Regions from separate parts of the Zea mays genome. Here region 2 is linked to region 1. The links are chromatin contacts, called in public Hi-C maps. All regions are on one chromosome and are shown on one strand. The core of a region is the stretch at or near the end of the contact, and the rest is flanking DNA. Distances in the headings are between cores, read along the strand shown.

Evidence for each region. Hi-C and Micro-C count contacts between places; a contact is called where the count stands out from the background.
Region 2: a contact with region 1 is called in a Hi-C map of leaf, with 8 times the contacts expected there. The contact joins the promoter of LOC100501171 here to the promoter of LOC100382772 in region 1. A contact is called at or near these places in 8 of 25 Hi-C or Micro-C datasets (bundle sheath, ear, endosperm and 2 more).

Annotation. Positions count from the first base shown.
Region 1 is chr5:121,035,666-121,043,325 of Zm-B73-REFERENCE-NAM-5.0, reverse strand. It overlaps LOC100382772 (putative calcium-dependent lipid-binding (CaLB domain) family protein), which reads left to right and starts at 4,369. Exons shown (of 9, transcript NM_001175481.1): 1 at 4,369-4,460; 2 at 4,807-4,886; 3 at 5,185-5,269; 4 at 5,576-5,651; 5 at 5,884-6,047; 6 at 6,241-6,358; 7 at 6,454-6,570; 8 at 6,655-6,750; 9 at 6,886-7,360. The coding sequence starts at 4,856. The coding sequence ends at 7,167.
Region 2 is chr5:121,292,529-121,300,188 of Zm-B73-REFERENCE-NAM-5.0, reverse strand. It overlaps LOC100501171, which reads right to left and starts at 5,083. Exons shown (of 1, transcript NM_001195963.1): 1 at 3,740-5,083. The coding sequence starts at 4,522. The coding sequence ends at 3,995. It overlaps LOC103626832 (a long non-coding RNA gene), which reads left to right and starts at 3,880. Exons shown (of 2, transcript XR_553179.2): 1 at 3,880-4,513; 2 at 5,505-6,070.

The sequences.
Region 1 (7,660 bases), core at 3,120-5,619:
TAATTAGCGCGAGAGATTCTAAACGAGGCGAGTTTACGATGCGCGAAACAGCATGACAGCGTGCGAACGACATGCGGACACGCGCGACATAGCATGCTGACGACTATAGGTGTACATTTAGGCTGCCCGGCCCGGCCCGGCCCAAGCTTGAAAAGGCCCGTATTGTTTGAATTTCGGGTTGGCCCCGCTCGTTGGAATTTTGGGCCAAGCCGGGCCGGCCCGCGGGCCTAGCCCTCGGCCCACGACCCAGCACGTAATTGCTTAAACATGTTAGGCTCATTTCGGGCGGCCCGAAATTATAAAAGCCCAAAATTCAATTTCTGGCCCAAAATTCACATTAGGGTCTGGAATTCACATCAGAGCCTTAAATTCAAAATAAATTTAATAATAAAAGATAAGACAAATAAATTTGAACAAAAGTAAACTTAATATTTGTATTAAAGTTACCAGAGCTATGTAATGACTACCTCGTTTACAAATCATTTTGTTAGAAGGAAAAGTAGTATAATCAGCTATATACAAAGTTTGTAAGTTCAGTTTATTATCTAATGTTCATCACAAAAGTAAAATTACATCACATACTCTAATTCAAAGCTACAAAAAATATCTAACTAGCATTATCTCTAGATTTGTGTTCTTTATCAAGTACAAGAAAGTGTGAAATGAAGTGTGGTTTTAATAAATATATGGCCCTTTTGTGCCTCTATATGGGTCATTTCGTGTCTGTCTTAAACAGGCTGTGCTCGTGCCCGCCCATGGGCCGCGACCTCGGCCCAAACCCGACCCGACACTAAAATATTTTGGGTCGTGCCATGTCTGGGCCGTGATTTTTTTCGTGCTTCAGGCCGGCCCATCAGGTTCGGCCCAAATGTACACCTATTCTGACGACGCACGAAAATAGTGTGCGTGACCAGCGCGAACCAGCATGCTACCACGTGTGGAACAGCACGCGCGACAGGCGAGAAAAACTAAATAGGTGTCGTGTTTATACTAAACAAGTATTAATTAAAAAACATTCGAGTTGACATTAATCACATTAACCGATATTTATAAAAACGCAAATTGAAAACTATAAATTAGATTTAATTGGAACGCTAATTTAATAAACGTTGTCCAAACAACCATTTAATAATTTATTTAAAACATATGGCATAATGAAACAATATTAACAACACGTGGACAGAGTTATAATGAAGCTAACGCAACTCGAATGAATTAAATCGGACATCTAACGTGAAAGATATGAAGGTTTAATGAATCGAGCGATGTGGCACAAACTGACTGGTCAAGAGATACCACGGAGGACTAAAGAAGCAAGCCACAGAAAATCTGATGTGAGGCTAGATCGTGGGCAGAATTTTTTTTCTTTCTCTCTGATGTGCACGACACTTTTCTTCTCTCATTTCCAATCGCACGAACATACCCTAAACCCTAAACATGCAGGGTTCTTCTTCCTTTATCCATCTTTCTCCATAGAATTAACAGCAAGGGGAGGGGGAAGGAAGCAGCACGGCCATGGGAAGAGGGGGAGCCGGTGTGATGGGGGCTGGCCACGGCCAGGGCTAGGCGCTGCGTGGGGCTGCTGGCCGCTCTGGGCGCTGAGGCCTGGGCGGGCTGGCCGGGACTGGCCGCCACGCCCTAGGACATCGGGCTGCCGGGCCGCTGCGCGCAATGGAGAAGAGGAGGGGCGAGAGGACCGCGGCCAGGGGCCTACGACACAGCACGCTAAAGGGGAGAGGACGTCAAAGGGAGGGACGAGAGACTCACCTGCGTACGCGATGACCAATAACCGCTGCTACCTGATTTGGATCTGAGGACGAAGTGACAAGCGATTAGGCAATGGCAGGGGTACCTATATATAAAAATAGGGCACGAGAGGTGGTTGCCAATTTCGCTGCGGATCACGACATGACTAGACGAGAGAGGCGGTTGTCAAGTGATGACTAAAAAGGATGGAGTAATTGTGTGAAGCGACGACTGGGAGTACCAACGGTAGACGAAAGCGAAGCTAGATGGAGGATAGACATAGGATTAGACAGGGTAACATACCGAGGGTAGACGCCAAGGATAGACGACGGGGTAGACACGAGTAGCACGACGTTTGCGAGGAGAGATGTTTTAACGATCCCGCGAAAAGGATATGAGATCTAGAACGGACTCGATGAGAGGAAAATATATACATATATTATCGAGTTTCCAGAATTTTATAGTTTTTCGCAAATGCTAAATTTTAGTTATTTAAATAATATTAGAAAAAAAATCAATTTCATATTTAATACCCGAGGAAACGTTCCGAGGATTCCAACAACTCTTGGGAATATCCTCGATATATTTTAACCTGTTACGATAATAATTTGCACTCAAACACTATGCAATGGCATGAATGCAACAATCGAAGCTTCTCTAGGATTCTATTTTACTACGCTAAAACTTATATATATAATAAAATAACTCTTCATTATTTAGAAAAAAAAGAAGGAAAGTAAGGAAATGAGAGAGTAACACCTGAATTTGGTGGATTTTAGAAAAGAAATTTTATACCCCAAATTCAGGGTGTTACAGTCGGCCCCACCGGGCAGGGAGAGAGAAAGAGAGTGTGCGAGCGCGGCTGATGCTGACTGGTGGGACCCACCTGTCAGGCGGAGCGGGGGGGGGGGCAGCTGGGCGGAGCTGGTCTTAACGGGCCAAAGACGGTTTTCCTATTTTCCTAGAAGTTTCCAAATGCTTTTCTTTTTAATTTTCTCTATGGATTTCAAATCAAATTCAAACCCAGTTCAATTCAAATAATTCAAACATGTGCATCAAACAAAAAAAATAATTTAGGCTCAGCGCGATGCAACATTTCATGACTCACATAGATTTTGCTATATTAAATAAATAGTTAATCCCTCATTCTAATAAAAAGGGAGGAGAAGTCTAGAGAGAGACAAGAGGTAACATCTGAATTTGGTAGATATTGAAGAAAAAATTTTATACCCCTAAATTCAGGGTGTTATATTAGGGTTGGATACAACTAGGCATGGCAACGTAAAATTCCCTGTTGGGGAATAGCTTCTCATTCTCGTTCCCGGATGAAATTTCTCAGCGGGGATCTCAATGGACGCTTGTGGGAGACATTTTATTCTCCATCATCGACCTCGCGAGGCCGACGGGATCCTCATCCTCACTTCAATTAAAATTAGAACGTGTGTTTTTTGTTATTAATGTAAAATATTGTTACTTATATACATTGTTAGATTAGATGTAAAAATTATTATGTGTACATTAAAATGAATATATGTGTAAAATAAGAGATCTCTTGACAAAGTAATTATTTATTTATATCATTAACTATTACACGAAAACATCGTCACGTGCAAGCTTAACTAATACCCATAGAAAACGGGGATGAAAAATGTTTCTATGTCCTTGTTTACTCGTTTATATTCCTATCTTTTAATAGATTAATTCTAAATCGGGACCTCAATGGCATCTCCAGATACAACCTTTTAGAATTCATGTTACATCGCGAGGGACCTTAAACTCTATATAACCACGTCATCGCGCATCAAAGACACAAAATCAAATTGCAATAAACTTACTGACAAAGTGCCAATGTCGGTGTTACGTCATGTGGCAAACATCCGAATTCTTTCGGATTTCTTAGCGCCAGTGTTTAAAGAAAAGTTTTGGGGTGGGATGGGGCATGAACGTCACAATTAGGGATGAATTGAACCAAAACGATCGGAAAAACTCCACTCATATTTATGTTACCATATTTTTTATTGAAAACGGGAGCGGAAGCGGGAGCGGTGCCAGAAACGAAAACGGTTGTGCAATATATGATTACACAAAAACGGATTAAAACGAATGGATATATAACAAAAACGGATAGTAACCGAAAACTTTGTCCGAAATATACAATATTATGCAATCACTCAACAAACTCCAATATTAAGAGTTTAGGACACTATAAATAACAACTTCACAAGTTTAAAAGTTAGCAAAAAAAAACATATGTTTTTAAAGATCAACATGTTGCGCAAAGGCAATACTTTTTTCATCAACATTCTTTAATCATAAACCACGAAATTACATATACATAAGATAACATCCCGTTTCGTTATCGTTTTTTTTTCCACAAATACGAAAACGTATGGATAAAAACAGAATATCGTATATGAAACCGGATTTTTTGTCCGTTTTCGCAGGAAAATGGTAGTCTTGCAAGTTTGCAATTTGCCCCGAGAATAATAAAAAAACCCTGCACATGGGCCAGACCGTCAGCCTCCTGTGGCACGTGTGAACAGCCGACCAGGCCACGTGGACCACCTGTTCTAGTTCTAGTGATCAGAGGGGAGGGAAGGGGAGGTGAACGGAGGGAGCGGAGGAAGATCTCGGGCTCTCAGAGCTGCATCCTGAACCCATCGCGTAGGAAGGGGCAAAGGAGTCGGAGCTGATCCGGCAGTCGCTCTCTCTCGGTAAGCAATTATACACTTCTTTCATCATTTGGGTACCCCTGATCTGTGGCGCATTCGTCCCCATCAATCGCGTTCGTTTGGGCTCCTGATTTCTCCGATGCTGAATCGCATGGGGTAGTTGGCGCTGTGTAGACTTGCGATTCGCGATTCTTCTCTGAGTAATTGGGCTGCCACCTGCGCTTGGTCCCAATTCACAGTAAAATCTACGCATTGCGTGGCCACGTTGGCTAGGAATTTGGAAGCAAGTACTCTCCGCTTTCAGTAATCCCAACGGTATTCTTCAAACTTTGGAATTTACATGCTTCTTTTATTCACGTTTTTTTCGTGCTCAACATCCATTTGGCAGGATTGAGTACGATTTGACGCATTTGCGGCCGAGCTTTCTTGCACCCAAGATGAGTGGGCATGGTGACACTGCGACCTCAGGTATGCGTAAATGGCTTTCTGTGACCACCTCGGAGTGGCATGGCACAAATTCCTGGTGCTCGCACTGGAATATTCTGTAGCAACCTTGAGCAAATACATATATGTTCGTGATAATGCACACACGATCTGCCGAAAACACAAGTGCAATTTTTTCCCTGAAGGCTTTCCAATTTTTGACACTTTTTGCTACATTTATGGTACAGCCACTAGTTTTCTCTATCAAGTATACTTATATTATGTATTAAGGTCACAGCAGCTTCGCTTATATTATGAACTCACATTCACCTTTGCCTTCCAGCTAAGATGGCGAAACTGAAGGAGTTGTTGCAAAAGAGTGAAAACCACATTTGTGCTGACTGTGGTGCATCTGATCCCAAATGGGCGTAAGTATTTGTGTGAGCATGAATAGGTCACCATGTGCTCAATTTCAGTTTGCTTGAACTTTCTGTCTTTTCTCCCATTTGGATATCAGCCCTGGCAGCTGGCAATGCATTTGTGGAAGACATATGAGTAGAACATGTAGAGCAATAATAAATCATGCATAACCTTGCAATATAATTTGGAAAATCCTCTGTTTGGTTCCCCATTCTTTTCTTTTTAACATAACCAGGTCTGTATACTATGCATAGGCCTTTGCTTCAAACTTTTGTGGCTGGAGAAACACAAATAACTGAGGTTTATCTTTGCAGATCAGCTAATATTGGGGTATTCATTTGCGTAAAATGTTCTGGCGTCCATAGAAGTCTCGGTACACATATTTCAAAGGTTTTTGTAGTCACACACTAAAACCAGAAATTACCTTACATGTTTCTTTCTTTCTATTTTTCTTTCCTTTTTTTGTTTGTTTTTAGAGTTTATTACTGTCTGCTAGCAATGATACCATCTTTGCAGGTAGCAATACAACATGCAAAATGCAATTGTTTGTTAGTCTGCAGTATTACTCCATGGTAATATCGTCCTTAATACATATAATGAACCTAATGTTTATCTGACACAGGTTCTGTCAGTGACACTGGACAAGTGGTCTGACAGTGAAGTTGACTCCATGATAGAAGTTGGTGGGAATTCTCAGGCAAACGCAATATATGAGGCTTTTATACCAGAGGGCTACCAGAAGCCACATTCAGATTCTACCCAGGAAGAGCGAGAAAAATTCATCAGGTTTGTGGTTATCTGGAAACGATTTTTTTTTCCCAATGGACACAAGAAATTTTGCCAAGTTCTTTGAAGATTGGTGTCTACTTGTTTTCTTTCCAAGCTTGATCTGCAGAAGGCATTTTTATTGAAGCGCGTGATCCATATTCTCCCTGTCATAAGTTGTCAGCTACCGAAGTATGTATTTCCATTGTTTCAGGTCTAAATATGAGCTGCAGGAATTTCTGAAGCCAAGCTTGCGCATTGTTTCTCATCAGCCTAGTGACTCTGGAAAACATGCCGGAAATGCTTCTCATTCTGATGGTTCCAAGAGTCAAGTATGGCTGCCCAAATTGAACATTTACTATATGTATGGTCACTAATTTGTTGCCCGGTATTTGGGTGTAGTGATTCTTTTTTTTCGTTTTTGCAGGTCGGCATGATCGAGTTCATTGGAATATTGAATGTCAAGGTGATTGGAGGCACCAACCTAGCCATCAGGGATATGTCAAGCAGTGACCCTTATGTCGTCCTGACACTTGGGCAACAGGTAATTTTGGTCGTTTTGTTAGAATCACAACAAAATAAACATATACTTTGTTATCAAATTACAGCGCCCTCTTGTTGATTGCAGAAAGCACAAACTTCAGTAATCAATGGCAACCTGAATCCTGTCTGGAATGAAGAACTGAAGCTCTCTGTTCCCCAGCAATATGGACCTCTGAAGCTGGTAATGAACTACACCATTACTATATATCACATACAGTAACAGATAATGCCATCTAAATTTTGAGGGTCCCAATAATTATGCCAACTTGAACAAACCCTTTGATCCGTTCTTTCACTCACGCAACAATGAAAGCAGCAAGTGTTCGATCATGACATGGTGTCCAAGGACGACCTCATGGGTGAGGCCGAGATCGACCTGCAGACAATGATCAACGCTGCCGCAGCATTTGGCGACCCGGAGCTGCTGGGCGACATTCAGATCGGCCGGTGGCTCAAGTCCGAGGATAACGCTCTCGTCAGGGACAGCGCCGTGGTGGTCTCTGGTGGCAAGGTGAAGCAAGGGATGGCACTGAAGCTGCAGCACACCGAGTCCGGCGAGCTGGAGTTGGAGATGGAGTGGATGCCGCTTAACGTGTAGAAATCTGCTCAAGTTGCCACCTTTATAATGGGTGTGGGATACAAAGAATTTGTTTTGCTTTTGTTGCCAAGAGAAATTGTTATATTTTGGTAATTGGCAAGGGCTCTCTTCAAAATAAAGATCTGAATCGCTAAAAGGTGTGTTGTGGATACTAAAATTTGAGAGATGATTCACAAGAAACTCCTTTTTTTCTAATCTAAATTCAAGGTTCACCATGCAGTTTATAACAATCAATGTCCTCTCGATTTGTTGATATCAATGTCCATTACATGCAAAACGACGCAAAATAGAATTGTGGGTTTGTTTTGCTATCTTGCGGGTAAAATTTTTTGCCACAGTAAATGGTGTGCATTATCTGTGGCAAGGGTCTTGGCAGTTCAAAAAACTAGATCACATGGCTCCGGTTTTTCCGTGGTGTTGGCACTGTATCATGTTTTTGCCACCAGAAAATGGTGTGATTTTTTTCCACGCCAGAAACTCATAGGCTCCGGTT
Region 2 (7,660 bases), core at 3,834-6,333, 260 kb before region 1:
CTCTTAGCATCTTGTTGCAGCTGGCGTTCAGCTTTGGTGGCTTGATGTACCAAATCAATAAGACTTTGGTACGGCTGAAACTCAACAATACGCTGAATGTTGCGGTGTAACCCAGCCATGAAACGTGCAATGGTTTGCTCTTTGTCTTCATACACATTGGCTCTAATCATGGCCTTCTCCATCTCCTTATAATACTCCTCAACAGAGAAACTTCCTTGCCTCAGATTCTGCAATTTATCAAAAAGATCACGCCGATAATGCCTCGGTACAAAACGAATTTTCATTTCTCGCTTCATCTCTTGCCAAGTAATAATAGGGTCCTCTCCATCTTCTTCACGATCACGAAGAAGTTGCTCCCACCAAATCAGAGCATATCCTTCAAACTCAAGAGATGCCATTGCAAGTTTCTTCTCCTCTGAATAATTATGTAGGCGGAAGATTTTCTCCACCTTCAATTCCCATGTGAAATAATCTTCAGGATCAGATCTACCATCAAACTTTGGCATGGTAAACTTAAGCTTCCCAAATCTCTCTTCTTGGTTGATGCCTCTATGATGACGACGACCATAGCGATGTTGGGACTGATCATCCTCATTCCCAAATTCAGATTCCTCATTGTCATCATTTCTTCGATTCCGACCTCTTCCTCTACCACGTGCAGCACCTTGATTTCTCCTCCCATGTTCACTTGCCCTTCTAGAATAATTTCCTTCACCTTCTTCCCCATCTTCATCATGGTTTCTTACACCGTCAGGGAGTCGACGACGACCTCTGATTTCAGACATAAGTGTCTAAAGATCTTGTGCCAACAGATCTTGCTTGGCTTCTATGCTTTGTTTGAGCTCATTGAATTGTATCATGGTGACACATTCTTCAATCTCAACGTTGGGATCCATCTTCCTGCGAAATTAGTGGCGACAAGGCAACAAATATAGGTGGAATATGAAGCTATATAGAATCTCACAACCTCACCACTCTTACCAACCAAAGCTCTTATGAGGTCCCTACGGGTTGCAAGAAAAATGTGTGGTGGTAACAAGAAAGTGATGGTTAAGCGAATACAAGACCAGAGTACCGATTACGATGGCTTATATGTGGAGCTTGGTGGGTAATAGTAAACAAGGAATGCAATCTGAATCCTAGTTGTTGTAAAGTTAAATAACAATCCAACTAGAAGTTCACTGCCTAGTGCTGACCACAAGATTCGAGTGATGGAAGTAGATCAAACACACGCGCAAAGAAATTTCAGATTTGATGCAAATCGAGGAGTATGATTGGAATGCAAGTGTTGCAATCAGATCCAACAAAAATTTTGCACCAAAAGACAATAGCAAACTGGTTGAACAACTTGATAAAATTTTCAGCACTTGTGCATATAAACAAACTGATTGTTCTACTTTTCTTTCAGAATCTTGTTCAACACTTTTCTTTGGTACTTTCCTTTCTTCTCTTTTTTTGATACTCTTTTTTTATAGAACTAAACACAGAGATCTGATATGATATTGCACACTTTATAATACTTAACAAAGAACTCAACCAGCAGCTATAACTTAAATAGAATCAAAGTTAACGCGAAGGAAATGATGAGGGTTTTCAGATTTTTCTTTTTGTGGATATTTTCAGGTATATATAAGAGGCTCAAAGGAAACACAAAGGATAGAGTGACCAGCAATTAAACAAAGACTCTAAGGACTGAAACTTAACAAAACTCACTGGAACAACAGATTGAAACAAAGGGCTATGGCAAAAATATATTTATGGCCTTTGGTGGATAGGACGAACACAAAATATATGTAGCTAAGGGTAAAGAATCCTACCGTGGCAACTGAGGCTTTAATACCAGATGATGCGTCACGATGCCCGATCTTCACGACGTAGGATCAATCTTCAGATAACTAGCTTCAAAGAAGCCAAGATAACTTGCTGCAAGCAGCAATAACTAGTGCAACCTGACAAATAAAACTCGAAGCCAACCACCGTCTTTAACCGGCAGCCTGAATCGAGGATTCGCCCAACCACACTCTCAAAGAACCAACCAACACAACCTACAATCAATCAAGGAGACCTCGAAGGGAGTAGGAGCACCAATTGGGAGCGGATGAAGCCGCCACTTCTACAATCCCGCGAAGGAATTCACAAGAGCAAAGGGATAGAGATCACTCTCAATATTTGTTAGCACACAGCTGAACAAAGAGGTTCTGTTTTAGATTATCATAAGTTGCCTTACATCATAGACATAGGGGGGTATTTATACTAGTAACAACTAGCCTTAGTGAGGTATAAACACGAAACAAAACTATTTTCACGTGCTAATGTAAAGGAGCCTCTTCGGGAGATCTGCAGAGCTAATTTCCGTGTGGCTGTTTGACTTCTGCGCAGCCTTCAGTATTTTGATAATAACTTCTTCTAAGAATCTTCAAATGACGTGGGACTGGTTGCATTGAAAAGCTAACTTGATAAGCTTTCTCACCATATATAGCATGTTTAATGAAACTTCGTAGAATGATGCAGTTTAATACGAAAACTTTGTCATCAAGCAGATTGTTGACCTTCTGAACAGTCAGCACTAAAGTAGGTCGGCTGACTTTCTGGTAGATTTGATTAAGTCGGCTTTAGAAGCATTGGAATCTAGACTTCAAGAGCTTTCCAAAAAGTACTTATGGGCCTTCATAGCTTTTGGGAATCAAAAGATATGACTGTTTCTTCTGGACGGTTCTATTGCGCTGGACTGACTCGGACATAGCTCTTCTTGTTGACTCGTCCTTGATATGTTTTGTCCTTCCTCTTTGGTAAACCTAAGTAATATCAACATACACGACTTAGGTAGCATAAAGTTTTCATTAGTGTTTAATTGAAATTCATAAAGTAGCGCGTGCACCTCTTGCTGTAGCTTCTTAGCTCGGCTACGTGTAATTGGTCCATCAAAGACTTGGGCTGGTGATGATGTTGGTTGTTCTTGAGTTGATGTACTATGACTTGGTGGTTGTAACATGTTGCTTAATAGCGTGATCATAACACCGGTGCACTGTCCGGTGCACCACTAGCTGTTGGATCTGTCAGTTAGAGTTGATCTTTAGCGTTGTCAGCCTTGCATTCGACAGTCCGGTGTCACACCAGACAGTTCGGTGGCTCTCCGTCATAGTGCCACCAGGAACTAACTGTTAGGCTACTGTTCCCTGGTGTGTACCGGACAGTCCGGCGGTGTGCCACCGGACAGTCCGGCGCTCTCAGCAATTCCATCGTGAACCACGTACTTCCAATTTAGCATACTCATTCATTCATGATAAAATTTTAAGTCAGATATCGAAAGTCCTGACTTACAAGTAGCATGTGTAAAATATCTTTTTGACCAAAAATGTATTTCCAATCCCATGTTGGGTAGAGGCCGCTAAGCCGACGAAAACCCTACTTCACTATCAATTGTCTTGGCACAACATAAGCATGTATGATAATATAGCAATGATTTAATTAGAAGACAGATTAAGAGGGTTTCATGAAAGATGGAAAAAAATTATTTAGATGAGACTTAGGATGCAGCGTTTGATAGACATGTTAAGGAAAGTAGTGCACATGCGGCAGAAATCAACGATGATTAGAGCCGAGGTTACCTTACTGTGGACCTGTAGTTAGCGGTTGCTAGTGGTGTCATGTCTAGTCCGCGTAGACTCCTCGTCGCTACTGACTAGCGCTGAGCAGCAACGGATGGTTGGTAGCGTGGAGCGAGGTAGCCCGCGGCCGCGCCGGAATGGAGGAAGCTTTCCCCTTTCCCGCCCGCGTCCCTTTTTTTTTTCTTCTTCGGGGGCGGACCTATCCATCTCCTCCCCCGACTCCCCCGTCGCTCAACTCGGCAACCGGAAGCGGACAGCGCACTCGGCCGACAATGCCGGTTTCAGCTCACGCCTCCGGCCCTCTGACGGGTCCATGTCGGGGCGAATCCTTGCTCTGCGCCTCGGACGGGACGGGGAGGGGCTGCCTGCGCCTGCGCGCGCGGGGATCAGCCGACCACGAGACCACACGATCGATTACAAACACGTCTCTCCCCGCTGCTGCAATCGCAAAACCCCAGCCACCTTTTTTTTCCGCCGGCCTGCGCCGATCCATATCCGCCGCAGTCCAGCCGCAGCGATTCTCCACCTTGATCCAGCTGCCGCCGCTCTAGCTGCTCGCTCGTTCCACACCTTTCCTCTTTTTTTCCCTCCCTTCTCAGCGTCCTCGCTCGCTCGTCCAGTCCAGCTCCGTCCGTGCTTGCCTCCTCCGGCTTCGGACTCCCAATGGCCATGCTGAGGGTGTGGGAGTGGGACTGGGACGTCGACCTCGACTCGGTGCTCGACTTCGTGCTCTGGTGCCTGCCCCTTCTCCTCGTCGCCTGCCTCATCGGCAGCCGCGTCGTCACGGGAGGCCAGCTCGACCCCGTCGCTGACGCCGCCGCGGCTGCCGCCGCTGCCGTCGCGATCGCCAATGTCCTAGCGCGCCGGCTCAAGCTCCGCTGCTTCTGGCGCCGCAAGAATTGAAGGTGTGCCATGATCCTCCGCTGCTCTGTTCTCAGTACTCCGTAGGCTCCTAGGCGAAGCGCAGAAGGCCGCAGTTCGCCGATCTGAGCTTCACTTGCTGTCTTGCGGATGCCTGTGGTCGGCTTCGGTTGTTGCAGGTCAGCGTTGCGCTGTCCATGAATATTAAGGAAGGATTTGCTCTCGTGTTCGTCTCTCGGCTCGCACACCTTTGATTCTTGTTTCTAAATCGATCGATTTGTGCCTGGATGCATCGTGCCTGTATTGAGCTTCCCCGCCGGTGGAGGTTCGTTTCCGCACTGGACCGGATCGGCGTACGTGTCGCCCCCGGGGACCCATCGGAGATTCGGAGGGGAGACCGCAGAGGAGGTGGATGCTTGCCGCTAGATCAGCATGGAATAGGTGACTGTTCCTGTTGTCATCATCCACCTTTCAGGCCAGCTGGCCAGGCTAGGCTTGGTGTCCTTGTCAAGTTCTTGCCGCCGCCGCCGCCTCACAGATTGTAGCTGGACTCGCCGCCGAGAATGATCAGCGTCAAGGCACCATGGAAACTTTTGTGGTCTCTGACCGGTTTCCCTTACTTTCTTTCCGGAGAAAATTTTGAGGGTGACATTTGTGGTGGTTTCGTCTTCGGGTGGCCAACTGGCCATGGCATACCTGTCTCGGTTCTTCCGTCAGTGTCATGCTCGAACTTATCTCGCTACAGTGGTCCTGTAGCATCCTGCATTTGCCACGGCCATTTTTTATCACTTGTTCGTTGCACCTCTTAGATTTTATATATATATATATATATATATATATATATATATATATATATATATATATATATATATATATATAATAGGTATATGCCCGTGCGTTGCTACGGAGTTAATATTATAAATTATAATATTTTTTGTATATTAATGTAATTTATCATAGCAACACACGAGCATATATCTAGTTAGATTCTTATGTGGTGAGGTCACAACTATTTAATTCCATTATGCTCTATAGGTTGCATGTACACGAGATAGTTCACGGGCAACATACTGATGAAGTGGTTCCTAAAGAGCTTCGGGCTATATGACAGTAACATATTGATGAAGTGGTTCCTGATGCAAGAACATACTGATGAAGTGGTTCCTAATTCAAGAGCCGAAGTTACTCAAGGACTGGTACCGACATCAATGACAAGGATTGAAGAAGTGGTGACTGGAGGGCTGGGGTTGTCTCATAACAGATTGCTACGACAGAAGATGGTAGTACTATTTCAGCAGGAGCAACGTCGTCTCCACGCATTGTTAGATGTTTAGTTAAAAATCACCCTGAAGAAGAAGAAAGTGTAATCTGGCCACTGAAATTGTAATATGTGAAGTGCAGTGTGTACCGATACGTGAACTTGTTTGAAACTGTAATTTGTGAAATGAACTACTGTTCTCTAGTGAAAATAGTCTATAATTCATTCAGTGATCTCAAGCACTGCTTCTAGTGAAAATACTCCTCTATTTCCCTTGTAATCTATGAACTGCAATTATTTCAGATTTATGTGAAAATAGTCACTTAAATATGCAGTTATTTTATATTTCTATGAAAATAGTCACTTGAATCTGCAGTTATTTCAGATTTCTATGAAACTGAACAATATTTATTTCTAAGAAACTATACAATAGTTTAAGACAAACTCAACAATAGTTCGTGAGAAACAGAAAAATAGTTTATGAGAGATTGAACAATAGTTCCTAAGAAACTGAAGAATAGGTCCTGAGAAACTATACAATAGTTCATAAGAAAATATGAGAAAATAGTCTCTAGTTCCTGAGAAACTTAAAAATAGTTCAGTGGAAACTGAACAAAAGTTCCCGAGATACTGAAGAATAGTTTCCGAGAAACTATAAACAGCCTCAGTAGTACTGAGAAAATAGCCTCAACAGTTATTTCAAATTTCATATAAACATAAGTACACGGACGTAGCCATTTAGAGCCACAATGTACACATATTGCTAGTACCTCATTCACATAAAGCAGTTTTTTCTTAAACATATGCTTTTTAGCCACAACAGGCACAAGTACATAGATTTAGCTAAGTAGCACAAGTGCAATGCATTACCTCATCACTACTACACTTAATACAAAAGGAACTACAGTGTGTACGCAGTACCACACAATTCACTAAATACAAAAGGAACTGCATTACCAAACAGTTCACTGAATACAAAAGTAACTGCATTACCAAACACACAGTACAACACTTAATGCAACCAACCAAAAGTAATACAAACAGACAGCATCCGCGGCGTAGCCCGCCTTGTGCGCAGCAAAGGCGACAAGCTACACAGCCGCGACGACCTTCTTCTCAGCGACCATAGCCGCGCTGCCGACTTCCTCCACAGCAACTGCGGTAGAGAACATTCATAATATTTTAGCATGTATTTTCAGTGCGTCCACTGTAATGCCAATATTCATTGGCCATTCAGCTTTATAACCCAACAAGATGTCATCCAGTAAATCAAGACCTAGTAGTAAAGAATCAAGTAGTTAGCAATTTGAGAAATAGAACTTTTTTAGTAAACAAGCTGCATATATAGTAGGTAGAGACAATCTCAGATGAAACTATTACCACATGTAGAGACATCAAAAGAATCAATAGGTGGCTCCCTCATGTATATAAATTATCTTTCCTTATAAGGATCCAAATCACATGAAGATCTCTGCAATACCAATTCCATAAGCCCTTGGATTTCTGATCTTTTCTGCTCAGATTTAACAAATGACCATTTCTGCATGGGAGAAGTTCAAAATTGAGTGGACTCGTACAGGTTGACAAAAAAGCATGACCTATAGCTAAAATACTATGATAAACAAACATTACATCATTACCTTACTCCTTAAGATAAATTGAGCAATAAAGGAATCTTCCTAGTCAGATATTTCCATGAAATGGTACCGTCGCAGAGCTAGCAGATGTGCACAAAGATCAAAACCTTCCTCAAGCAACTTCATCGTGAAGCTACTAAAATAGTCGACCTACTATTATCAAGATCCATGAAGTGCCTTATTATCAAGATCCATGCACTCATCAGCATTCTCAACCAATTGATGGACTATCAGTAAACAATGTCGGAAACCTCGGGTGAGAGAAAGACAAAAAAAAGTGAGCATCATTCGATCAG